Linked DNA regions of Gossypium hirsutum: region 2 is linked to region 1. The links are chromatin contacts, called in public Hi-C maps. All regions are on one chromosome and are shown on one strand. The core of a region is the stretch at or near the end of the contact, and the rest is flanking DNA. Distances in the headings are between cores, read along the strand shown. Region 1 holds the start of LOC107909069 (splicing regulatory glutamine/lysine-rich protein 1). Region 2 holds the start of LOC107908887 (protein IQ-DOMAIN 1).

Evidence for each region. Hi-C and Micro-C count contacts between places; a contact is called where the count stands out from the background.
Region 2: a contact with region 1 is called in a Hi-C map of leaf, with 2.2 times the contacts expected there. The contact joins the promoter of LOC107908887 here to the promoter of LOC107909069 in region 1. A contact is called at or near these places in 2 of 34 Hi-C or Micro-C datasets (both in leaf).

What each region holds. Positions count from the first base shown.
Region 1 is chrD08:30,082,400-30,088,999 of Gossypium_hirsutum_v2.1, forward strand. It overlaps LOC107909069 (splicing regulatory glutamine/lysine-rich protein 1), which reads right to left and starts at 3,596. Exons shown (of 6, transcript XM_041099095.1): 1 at 2,921-3,596; 2 at 2,267-2,318; 3 at 1,240-1,323. The coding sequence starts at 3,535.
Region 2 is chrD08:30,805,211-30,811,810 of Gossypium_hirsutum_v2.1, forward strand. LOC107908887 (protein IQ-DOMAIN 1) reads left to right here and starts at 3,404. Exons shown (of 5, transcript XM_041099957.1): 1 at 3,404-3,521; 2 at 3,937-4,020; 3 at 5,406-5,693; 4 at 5,791-6,159; 5 at 6,288-6,600. The coding sequence starts at 3,940.

The sequences.
Region 1 (6,600 bases), core at 2,346-4,845:
ATAATACTTGAGAAAAAATTCTACAAACAAGTAACCAAACCTAAAATCAAGCCATTATATAATACCTTAGCCTCAAAAACTATTCAACAATAAGATTACTAATAAATTAACAAGAAAAATAAACATCATTAACAATTTATCTAATTCTATAGCATCCCATATTTGTTAAGTTATTCTCTCTCCAACATATACTCATTATCATCATCGATTGATCCTTGACCAAGTATAAATAATTAATAATGTATATACTATGTAATATAGATAATTATTTAGTAATTCAAAATATATAAAAGAATTATTTCTCATTGATAAAATTGTCAAATTATTTAAACTAGATTAGTATATTTTTTCATGGTTATGGGGCTAAGTGAAGGATGCAGGGATTTTTCGGAGAAAAGATGGAGAAAGAGAGTAGAGAGATGCTATCAAAGAGAGTGGATAAAGAAGTACAAACAAGATAACAGAAGGAACGAGAAAAGATAGAGAAAAGAAAGTTAGAAAAAATAAATTTAAAAAAAAGTCAGGGTGTTCTCTTAATGTTATATAACGCATCGTTTTAGGGAGAGGTGCAAGTCTTAGAAAAGACAAGGGAAAGTAGAAGTAAAAATAATTTTATATGTTTGTTTGTATATTTATTTAAATGTTGTTAGGTATACTTATATTATTAATAAATTATTTTTAACCCATAAATAAACAAAGTAAAATATCATAAATTATTAAAAAAAATTCCATGACCGCAATAGTCTCCCTTAAGCCCACAATTGCGAAGACCGCAATAGTCTCCCTTAAACCCGCAATTGCGATGACCGCAGTAGTCTCCCTCAAGCCTGCAATTGCGATAAATGTGACACAACCTGCCAGATCTATTTAAATCCCTGGTTACAAGACCTTGAAAATAAGGTTTGATTCTTAACCCTAGATTTAATCCCTAAAGAAAACTAATACTCCTAGCTGTCCAAAATATATCCAATTCTTAAAATAAATATTATAAAATAAAACTGAAGTAAAAAAAATATTATAAAATATATTAAGTTCCTGCATCATTACTCATGAGGCTTAACATAGATACCTATTAAACAGCTACCCGAAGGAAAACAGCAATCCACTGAGATTATAAACCTAAAAACCAACTTGCAAGGAACTTTGTTTCCATAGACCAAAGTATCACATTACCCTGATAGATTTTTCTAAAATTGGTTTTAAAATATAATTAACAGGCAATATGGATGGGTGTTTAACCTTCAATTTCATCATCGTCAACAGGGGCATCTTTGTCAAACTCGAACCGTTCCCAACCAGGGCCTGTTGTTGGATCCTTTTCAGCTGCATGTAAAATTTAACTCTTAATATACGAATGGAGGAAAACTTCACACACAAAGACCAGAAGGTAAACCTTCTAATTTAGCAAGACCAGTGAGGAGTTACAGCCATTGTCTTTAATAATTAACAGTATAGTTAGATGACATAACAGCAAGAATTTATTTTAAACCAACAGAAACACAAAATAATATTCACTAGTAAAACAAAATATTTTAAGATAATGCTTTGGTCGAGTGGTAAAGCTAAAGATTTATCGACCCAAAAGTCATGGGATCAAATTCCATCATATACAAATTATTTATTGAATTTAAAAAATAAAAAATAAAAAGACTAAAGTACCCTAGAATAACATAACTTATTCTAAATACGAAAAGATATTTTTGTAATTTTCCTAACCGAGTTGGTGCCCAGTTGACTTGAACTCAACTAGAGGTTTAAATAATAGTATTGATAATATATATATGTATATGATATCTTAGAATATAAGAACTTAGAGATGAGAAGTTATGGCTTTTGATAAAGGGAGTTCGCAATGGCTAGTAATCCCACATTGCTACAAAAATTAGAATATAAATAATTTGTTTATTATATAATACTATTTTTATTTTTGAAATAGTTACAAATATTATTTTTGCCTTTTTTTCTTTTATTTTCTAATTTGTAAACTACAATTGATATTTTTTTTCTTTTATATGTCAATAAATCTTAAAAAGCCAAAAAGCGAAATAATCAACCGACCAAATGCACACCCCTAGCTAAACTTGATTTCTTATGATCACATTGATTTCCCACAGAGATAAACTAAGATGTTCACCTCATAAACAAAATAATGCTAAGTTGGTAGTATCAAACATCAACAAAACAAGAAACACTGCATAGCACTCCCGGAAGCCCATAACACTTAAGCAACAATAAAATGGAAACCCAAAGAAATAGGACAAACTACCTGCTTCAGCAAGTTGAAGTTTCATCTTGGCTTTAACTCTTTCAGGAGGCAACTGTTCACAAAAGAAATGCCTTTTCATCACTCCTTAAAGCAAAGGCCTTAAACAGAAAGATCCAAGCAGACAAAATGTACTTGACAAAGTCACTCTTTAGTCTTTGAGATAAGATAAAGAGCCAATGGAGAATCAATCACAAATAAAGGCATAGAATTCATTATGCTTACCGTAAAGGAGTTAGAATCAAAGATTCCAATTTCAGAAAAATAATTTCCCAATATCAGGCAAATTGAACAAAAAGTAGGTTCATATAATTCAAATAGAATAAATAGAATTAAACCAAGTTCTACTCTTAATTAGGATGTCCTCAAATGTTACTCTTTTTTATTTTCGTTTTCCATGACATACTAATAGCTTCCAAGATAAAATTCCAAATCTCTTCTGGCCAAACTTTCTTATCATACACTGAATCATAAAAATCTTACTAAATTTAATCGATAATACCACTTGATAAAGAGAAGACTAAGAAGTGAGGGGATCGATTCTTTCAAAAAACCAGCAGCAATCATAAATGTACTGAGCTAGACGAAGTAGATAACACATTGTATATGACTATTAAAGAAAATAATATAACAGAAAAGACTGTAAAAACTTCATACCATACTATCGTAACCTTGGATCAACAGCGAATAATTAACAGCTCCATTTTTCTCCTTCTTGGATTTCCCCTCTCTCGTCCCATGCCTCTCTGACCTCCATGACTCCCGCGGCGACAAACTCCTGCTCCTCTTCCTCCGCTCCAATTTCCCTTCTCTACGAGGCGACCTACTCCTCCTCCGGCGATCTCTACTCCCACTCCTCCGATCTCTACGAGGCGACCTACTCCTTCTCCGCTTCCTTCTCTCTCTATCCTTTTCCCAGTATCTCTCCCTACTCGTGCTTCTGCTTCGCCTCCTTGAATGCTTATCTCCGTCTCTCTCCACGTTGGTTCTCGCCGAAACCCTAGCTTCTCTTTCCGGCTTCTTCTTTAGCTTATGTTGGATCGGTTGAAGTTGAGATTCTTTCTCAAGCTTGGAAGCGGTGGTAGGACTCGAGGCCCTGACGAAACTGCTGAGGAAGGATGAACATGGAGAGACAAAGGTTGTGCCTCTTTGAGGAACCGCATCGTGTTGATCATCGCAAGAGGAGAAACCGAGGCCTCGCTTGAATCTGGCCGCTCCCTCACCTTTCCTGGTAAGCTCATCGTAGTAAGCTGCCGCCTTCTCTTCTTCCATTTTTTTTTCCCAACAGAATTCAATGCGAGAAGAAGGATATGATTTTTCAATTTTCTTGTGATTTAATTTCCGTGTTATCGATTTGTAAGAACCTCATCAGTGAACGGCAATGTAAACGATGCCGTTTAACTTCTAGTCTCTATTGGATTAAAGGTGCGGATCAGATCTAATTAAATTTTTTTAAAAATTTAAAGAGTTTTAGTGAACATTTTCAAAAATTTTAGAAGTTTTATAAAAATTTAAAATATTAAAAAATAGTTTAATTGAAAGTTTTAAAAAATTTTAAAGATTTAATAGTAATTTTCAAAAGTTAGGGTTTAATTAAAAATTTCAAAATAAATTAAAGGTGTAAATAAAATTTTCAAAAACTTGGGAGGCTTTAGTAAGAATTTTCCTCTAGTCAAAGAAAATGACTTGCGAAATTGTTTTTCTTTTTTATATTTCCATGTGTTTATTTCATAGAAAACAGTTTGATGAACTCAAATTAAGGGTAAGTCATTTTTCAAAAGAAAATTATTTTATGAGTAATTTAATTTTTATATCACAATTGATTTGAATCAAATCTAACATTATTATATTAATAATTTTTTTATTTTTAAAAATATAAAATATTAATAACAAATATCATAATGTTAAATATTATTAAACATACATATTTAATTATTTATATTTAACAATATAGTAAACTATTAATATAAATAATATAATTTATTGTTTTAATAAATATTTAATATTGCAATCCTATCTTAATAATAAATTTTAACAATAATGATCTTAAATTTTAAATATTATTAATATATTATTAACAATATTTATATTAATATTGTAATAATAAATATTACAATTTATAAATATTTTATAGTAAATGTTTTATAGTCCATAATTTAATTATAAATATTAGTATTTGTTTAAGTTGTTGATATGAAACGTGCGTAGAATAGGATTGCTATCACATCCCAAAATTAAGCCTAGTAGTTTCGAGGATAATTTAGAGATTTTAGTTTAAAATGTGTTCGAAAATTTTAAGCATGGTAAACCAGAAATGTGTTCGTCTATGGCTTTTTTATAGTTAAATCAATTTTTGAAAATAAAGTAGAAAAGACCTTCAATTTTAAAAAAGAGGACTACTTTGTCAAAGGGATTAAATTAAGAGTAATTTTAAACCAAATGTATGAGGTTTTAAATCAGCCAATTTTCCCCTTTTTTCACCCTATTTTGACAATTAAAGAAAAAAAAGCATTCTCACCTATTTGTGTCGTCCCTCCTCAAACCTCATTCATCTATTTTGATCTTTCCAACTCTAATCCTTTTGAATTCTATCAAATCCCAAACACCAAATCTCTTTCAAATTCAAAGAGAAACACCAAAAACACCATTAATTTTGTTATCTCTCAAACTTGTGGGTTTTTTGGATTTTCAACCAAACATTCGTTTTTCTCTCATCGAAGGTAATGACTTGTTTTCCTATTAGTTTTTGATGATATCTAGCCTTTGAAATCGAGTTTTTATCTATTGAATCAAAATTTTTGAATAAATGCCAAAAATTGGGTTGTTAATGGTGGAATTCGGGATTTTGAATGAAAACGATGTTTCAAAGTGTTTTTCAACTTGTTTTGATGTGATTAGAAGGTTTCTAAACTTTCCCTAAAGTTTCGTTAAAGAATTTTAAGGTTTTATTGAGTTTTTGTGAAACTTGCCATTGTATGTTGAAATTTCAGAACGATGAATCCGTGTAGTTTTGTGTAGTTTGAAGGTTGGGAATTATTCTTAGATATATAATTAGACGATTAGAATCAGTTTTACGCAATAGGAGCAAGTAGGAGTTGAGATTTTTGTGTTTCGGCTAAGCTAGTCGAAATTTTAGTTTCAAGAGAATCTAGCTTAGTCTTGCATTTTTGGTTGATTTAGGTGAGTCTGTGGCTGAATAATAATTATGTTTGTTGTGTGATTTGTTTTGCATGAAGAATCAGAACCGTTGAAGCCTTCGGCGAGCAAGGCAAAAGGAAAGGAAAATCTAGTTTAGACTTTCGACGACTAGGCAAAAGTGCAAACAGTAAGTGTTTGGAATCATTGCTAGTAGACACAATTCATTGTGTTATTTGGGAGCTTAGGAATAGCTTAAACCCCTACTCTAAGTTTCGAGTGTAAGCTTTCTCATACCCCTGTTTAATTTACGAAATATACAATTATGTGGTGGAATTGAGAATTAAGATGTGATACTGTGACATGTGAAATATGCTTGTGATGACTATTGTGAATGTGTTAATTGTGGGTATGTTATACATGTCGTATGACAGTGATGATGTTGTGCTTATAATGTGAATATGCAATGAAAGTGTGCAGAATACAATAAGTAAAATGTGTGTTTAATTATGGATATTTTGGCCTTGTGATCTTTGAGACTATTGGATATAGTTGGCATGCCATAAGATTTGTAAGTACTCACCCTTGTGTTTTGTTTTTGGAGCGTTAAGGCCCAGGACAGTTTTGGAGTGATAAGGGAATCTGAGCTCAACTCCATTCACTGGGATATGTTGGTGTGTTGGAATGTGTTAGCTACATGCTATGCTTTTGGGATATGTTTGACTTATTGAGTCATTGGTGTGTTGGAGATCCGTGTATCTAATGTGTGGTGGTAGAGCCCACTCTTATATTCATAGCCTTATGTGTCAATTTATCATTAAATGAAATATTACGATATGTGACGTATGCATAAATATGTGATTAATAAGCTAGTTGAGTTGGTAAATATTGCATGAATATTTAAGGATGTCATCATAGTAAATTGTGTATGTATTGTGCTTTGGTCATTTTCATTTAACGCATGACATCATGTTTATTTGGTGGTTTTTCGATCATTTATCTTACCTTTGACATAAAACCACCAAGGTAAGTTCGATAGAACTTAGTGAGTAAACTCTCAATTACTTGAGTCGTAATCAGAGACTCCATTATCTATTCCCTTGCTCTTATCCTTGACTATGGTGAGTAAACCGTTAAGGTTCCATTCCTTAAGCCACAAAAGCTATACCTTGCCCTGAGATCATCACTTATCTCTCATATAT
Region 2 (6,600 bases), core at 2,154-4,653, 720 kb after region 1:
ATGTCCTAATTTCATATTTTCACATATTTCATTAATTTATTAAACAATTACTTGGTTTTAACAACAAATTTAAGTAAAAAAAATGATGAATTATATAGGAAAAATCCTATATATTTTTCAGTTTACAAGTATCTACGAAGTTACTCCTTGAATCTTTCTCATGCCTTGTATAAGGATTCATCATCCATATGCGAGAAAGTGGTGATCTCGTTCCGCAACTTAGCATTTTTGCTAAGTGGGAAATACTTTACTAGAAATTGTTCAGCTAATTCTTCTCATGTTGAAATTGAATGTGGTGGCAACGAATTAAGTCATGCTCGTGCTCGATCTCGCAACGACTATGGAAACAACTTCAATCTCAATGCGTCTTCAATTACACCGACTATCTTAAAGGAATCACTCACCTCCATGAATAGTTTAAGGTAAAGGTGTGGATCTTCTGTGGGTATTCCACTAAACTGACCCATTGTTTGACGCATATGGAACATCACAGGCAGCAATTAAAACTGTGGTGCCTTGATCTCCGGTCTCCTAATTCCCGAATTTAATTCATTAAAAAGTGAAACAACATATTGCCTTATAGCTTGATCCTTGTCATTAGCAATAAGGATTGGATTATGAACATTAGCGACTCCATTTCCTTGACCATCATTTTGATTTCCAAGGTCCATTTTTGTGGCTTGTCTTTGGGCAAATCTTTCACGTCTTCTTTATCTAATTGTCTGCTCAGTTTCAAGGTCTACAGGTAATAAATCAATAATTTGATCTATGCTCATAAACATCTGAGAATAAAATCACAAAAAAAAAAATTGATTAGTAAAGTTAGAAATAAAGTAACATAAAATAAGAACCAAATTGCAAAGAATAATTTTACAAAAATGATTTAATATAAAATTTGATTTTTTTAAATTTATTATTACATAAATTATTTTAATAAATATATTTTAATAAATTGAGAATTCTTATTTTACAAGTATGATAATTTTTTTATCAAGTAAATTTATTTAACAAATTGTTTTAGTAAAATGAAAACTATTATTTATAAAAAAATCTTATAAGTAATAAAAAATATATAAAATAAAAAAATCAGTAATATAATCAACAATAAAAAATATATTGATCCGTTTAAAATTTTCTCTAAAATAATGCATTTGTATAAATTAAATATATGTTTGGGGAGTCAAATTGCTTCTTTTTAAGAGATCCTATCGCGTTTTGTTTTAGGTTTGATTGTGTGGGACATAGAGATTTACCAATATTTCGTATTTTTGCACTTACAAATAAATTCTGAATCTATTAAAATTTATCCATCTATTTATATTGCGAGGACAATATTTTGAATCTAATAACAATTACCTTGGCTACCTTTTTAATATTTTATCCTCCAATGAATAGAATTTAAAAGGAAGAAAAATATAATATCACATTTGGTATAAAATATTTAATGTGGTATTTATATTTTGAAAATATACGATGTGATATCTAAACTATCAATATGTGTTTTTATTATAGTACTCTTACTTTCATAAAATGTCCAATGTAATACCTACACTTTAAAATGTCTAATGTACTACGTAAACTATCAATATTTGTTATTGTTAACACCGTTAATGAATTGCTAAATAAACCAATAAAAATTTGGCATATAGAAATTTTTTCCAAATCATCAAGTTACATGGATAATATAATATTATGTAAAAAACTAAATAAAACAAAAAAAAGTTAAAATCAAATAACTAAACATACGATTAATAAAAAAAGTAAATACTAAACTTATATAAACAAAAATGTCATCTCCGTTTAAATAAATGATCATCTTCTCCAAAGAATTTTCCATTTGAAATGATATTTTTATTAATTTTTAAATACTTTTTTATTATACTTTCCATGTAAAATTAGTATTTACTTTTTTTAGTAAGAATATGTTTAATTATTTTTTAATTTAGTTTTTTATTTTTTATTTAATGTTATATTATTCATGTTGATTTGATTATTTGAAAAAATAATTCCGTAAAAAAATTTTATTGATTGATTTGGCGATTCACTAATATGTTAATATTAGGTACCATAATAAAGTATATATTGATAGTTCATATATTATATTAGATATTTTGAAAGTAAATGTATTATATTGAACATTTTATATAAATACAAGTACTATAATAAAATATATATTGATAATTTAAGTATCATATTAGATATTTTAAAAATAAGGATAAAAAATTTACCATTTATTTATATTGCGAGGACAAAATATTAAGTCACCACCAAAAGGCCACCACGGTTGCTTTATGATTTGTGGTAGTTGAAATCTTTACTCCTCGGTTGCGGCCCCGTGCTCGTGGTGTCTTCCACCCGATGAGTAATAAATAAAATCAAATAATTTTATTATCTTTTTAGGCGACGGTCAACTTAAAAGCTTTATAAAATAAAATTTATAACTTTATTATAATATTAATTAAAAAATGGATTATTAAAAGGACAAGGTTCCATAATTAACGTTAAAAAAGAAAATCAAATCATACCATCAAAGGAGAAAGTGTACGCCCAAAAGAGAACTAAACCTTTGGTCTATATGCATCAAATTTTATGGTTTTAAGACACAATAGCCTAACTTCCCACTCCCCCCTCCCCACTCCCCAAAAAAAAAAGAAAAAAAAGGAGGCCATAACGGGACTTATGCTACATGGAATTCGTGTGATATTGACTTCATGCTCCAGTTGTTTTCCAATATTAAAAAATAATTATCACAATTTGCTTAGGAAAAAAAACATAAATATATTTAAAATTAACTACTAATAGTCAATGAAATAAATACACTTAAAATTTTAAAATTAATAAAATTATACTATCTAAATATGTAAAGTTATAAACTTAAATTGATTAATATTTAAAAATAAAGTGCATGTCATATTAATCTACTTAAAGATTAATAAAAATTAAATGTGAATTTTAATTTATTCATTTATATTTAAATTAATAAATGAGTAATTATTTTATACGCAATAGCTTGTAGAATTTTTAAACTTTATAAATGGATTAAAGGTGTGATAAGCGTATTTATTTATAGGATTAAAAAATAATTTTAAATTTAAATTTGATAATTGTTCTCATATTAAAATTTGGACTAGATAATTATTTTTATATTGAAGTATGAATTATTTTTTGTCCAAATTAGACCATCAACTTAGTAATTATTTTTACATTAAGATTTGAATTTGACAATTGTTCTCCTATTAATGTATAAATTTTAAGATTTTCAAAAATTTATTTATAAAAGTTCAAATTTTAACTTAGATAAAAAATTTTCAAACTCAACATTGTCGAAAGTTGAACTTAACCTAAAAAAAATTCAAACCAAATAGTTATTAAGAATCCCAAAAATCATTTTAACCCTTAGTTAAATTCTAAGCCTATGACAGGGTAGGCTTAGGAGAGGAAATGGTGATGTGGGAGAATGTCATTAGGCTGAAAGCAACCATAATGAGCCCGTGAATTTGATAAATCCAACGGCCGATCGCGTGGGTCTCTTCATTTACTTCGTTCTCTACTTTCTTGCCCACTGCTTCTGCTTCCCTTCTATCATTTTTCCATATCACCTGTTTTCTCTTTTTTCTCATCTCTCCCCCCAACTCTTGTCAAATGATAGAGAGGAAACATGACAGTAAATCAAGCCAAGTGATAAAAGTTTCAGCCTGCTGTTACTGTCTCTGGTTTCTTTTGACCTATTTTTTTTAAAAAAACTCTGTTTCTTAACTCGTTGTTCCTCTACTTTGCATTCATTCTCTGTTTTCATTGACATGGGTTTTCAACCTTGTTTTTATAATTGAACTTTTCCTTTTAATTGGATGCAATGTGATTTAGTTATAAAGCTGGTCTGATGAAGTTAAATATATGCCGTTTTTGTTATGACTTTTGAAGCACCTCTATTGATAGGAGATGGGAAAGAAAGGGAGTGGATGGTTCTCCACGGTGAAGAAAGTGTTCAAGTCTTCATCTAAGGACTTGCCCGAGAAAAAGGTAACTGATTTTTTTTGTTGTTGGGTTTTGGATTTCTTTGCTTAATTTCTAGGCAACCGATCAAAGGTTTTTATGTTGACATCTTTCAAGATTTTCTTTTTCAGATTTTCATTTTAAGGCAGACTTAAAATAAAATACAATAAACCCAAAATCCAAAACATTCTGGATTATGTTTCTTTTAGTTAGGGGTGCTTACCCTTTTCCTATCTGAACATGGTTAGCTCTTATCTGGGTATCTTACATGCCCATTATTCATAAGTCATCTGTTACAAAACTAGATTTATCGAACTTTTCCTACATGTTTAAAATATCATATTCCACATCAATATTTAAATTTGTCCAACACAATTTTTCAATAAAAAAGAAAATTTTTAATAACATGGATTACTTTGTTTTATTTTTCTTTGCAGCCAACGTAAATTTGTAAAAAGTAGATAGATATTACTCATTTTTAGCTTATTTTTGAAATGTATGGCGATGCTCTAATTACTTTTGCAAAGAAAAAAAATTAAAAGAAGAGAAAACATTACAAATATGAGGCAGGTTTTTATAAAAGAATATATTTGATATATTAATATGATGTTAATGAATTAAATAGTAGCATGTAATTAAAGATAATTTATTTAGATTTTCTTTTAGGAATTTTTAATAATGTGTTTAATTCAATAACAAGGTAATATACATAATCCGTGTATATATCTTTTTTTTATTTATAAAACTATTAACAACAAAGTATTTAAATTTTGAAATATGGAAGCATGCAAGGAAAATGACACATTAAGTATTTCTAACAGGTATTCTCAAAAAGAAATTCCATAATTAATTGACTTAAACGTATTTTAAGTATAAAAATGCATAAACGGTTAATTTTCAAATTTAATTTTATACATTTTTCTCAATAATATTTCAGTCGAGGTAAATTCATATTGGAGGAGTATTCCTTTTTATCTAAACTCGGAAGTCAGTATGAAATATGAATATGTAATTATGGTTGATATATTAACTTATAATTTATATCTATACTATATGGAATATATGTTTGACATAGTGGTCCTATATATATAATTTAAAATAATAGTCAGAGCTATATTATTGTACGTGGTGGAACAAAGATGACCATCCTTTCCATTGTTCCATGGACCATGAACACTAGCAAGGGATTGCGGTCCCCTATCGACATAACTTCCTTGATACATTATTATCAGCTTTCACGTCATTCAACTTGATATCATGTGCTCCAAATGCTAGATCCCAATCATGCCATAGCAATAACAATATGTCCTCAACTTTTTCTTAAATAAAAATGTTCATTGTTTAACATTGTACAAGAAAATGTTGAGGAAATTATTGTTTACACTGAGCAATTGTACGGGCATGGTTTTCAGAACGAGAGTGTTGAGAAATGGCCGAATGAGGGCCCGGAAGTAGTGTCATTTGAACATTTTCCGGCAGAGAGTTCACCAGACATCACTAAAGATGAGAGTGAAACGTCAACTCCGAACAAAGATAGTGACCACGCCATTGCTGTGGCCTTGGCAACCGCTGCTGCTGCAGAAGCTGCTGTTGCTGCTGCTCAAGCAGCGGCTAAAGTTGTTCGATTGGCTGGTTATGGACGCCACTCTATGGAAGAAAGAGCTGCAACTCTTATACAGTCGTATTACAGAGGCTACCTGGTAAAACCTCTCAATCTATGAAGGCACTATTGTAAGACGGGGTTAAGTAAAAAATCACTGCATATACTTTCGTTTTCAAACGAGTTTGATTCTGTAGGCTCGGAGAGCTTTGCGAGCTTTGAAGGGATTGGTGAGATTACAGGCACTAGTGAGAGGCTATAATGTGCGGAAGCAAGCACAAAACACAATGCGGTGCATGCAAGCATTGGTACGGGTGCAGGCAAGCGTTCGAGCTCGTAGGTTGCAACTAACTCAAGAGAAGCTTCAAAAGAGAGTGGATGATGACGAAGACGATAACGAAGAAGAAAAAAGGGGAATGGAAGAACTCAAACTTGAACGAAAGCCGAAGAGTCCGTTGAACAAATATGACAGTTGGGACGGTGAGAATGTCAATGGATGTGCTTCAAAGAAACATGATGCTGTTATGAGAAGAGAACGAGCCCTTGCTTATGCCTATAGCTATCAGGTTGGTCAACTATTGTTCATTATAGTTTTTAAGTATATGAAAATTACTTTCTTCAGTGAAAAATATATAATTTAACTGTATAATATCATTTTTTAACAATATTGTTATAATTCACATTATTGCATCAGGAGGAACAACGGCAACATCATGAACAACTCCTTGTGCAACCACAGCACAATGGCAAGGATGTTGGAGTGTATCTCAATGAACGTGAGAAAGCGCAATGGGGTTGGAACTGGCTCGAGTGTTGGATGTCGCCGCAACCATACCCTGCCCGTCAATTGGGATTACAAGAGGGTGCTTACTTGGCTCTACCCCGCGCTACTACAACCACCGATAACATGTTGGAGAAGACTGTTGAAATGGACGTTGTGACACCAATAAAATCTAGCTCATACCTAACTCAGCAGCAGCTGCAATCAGACTCTAGTAGTGTCACTA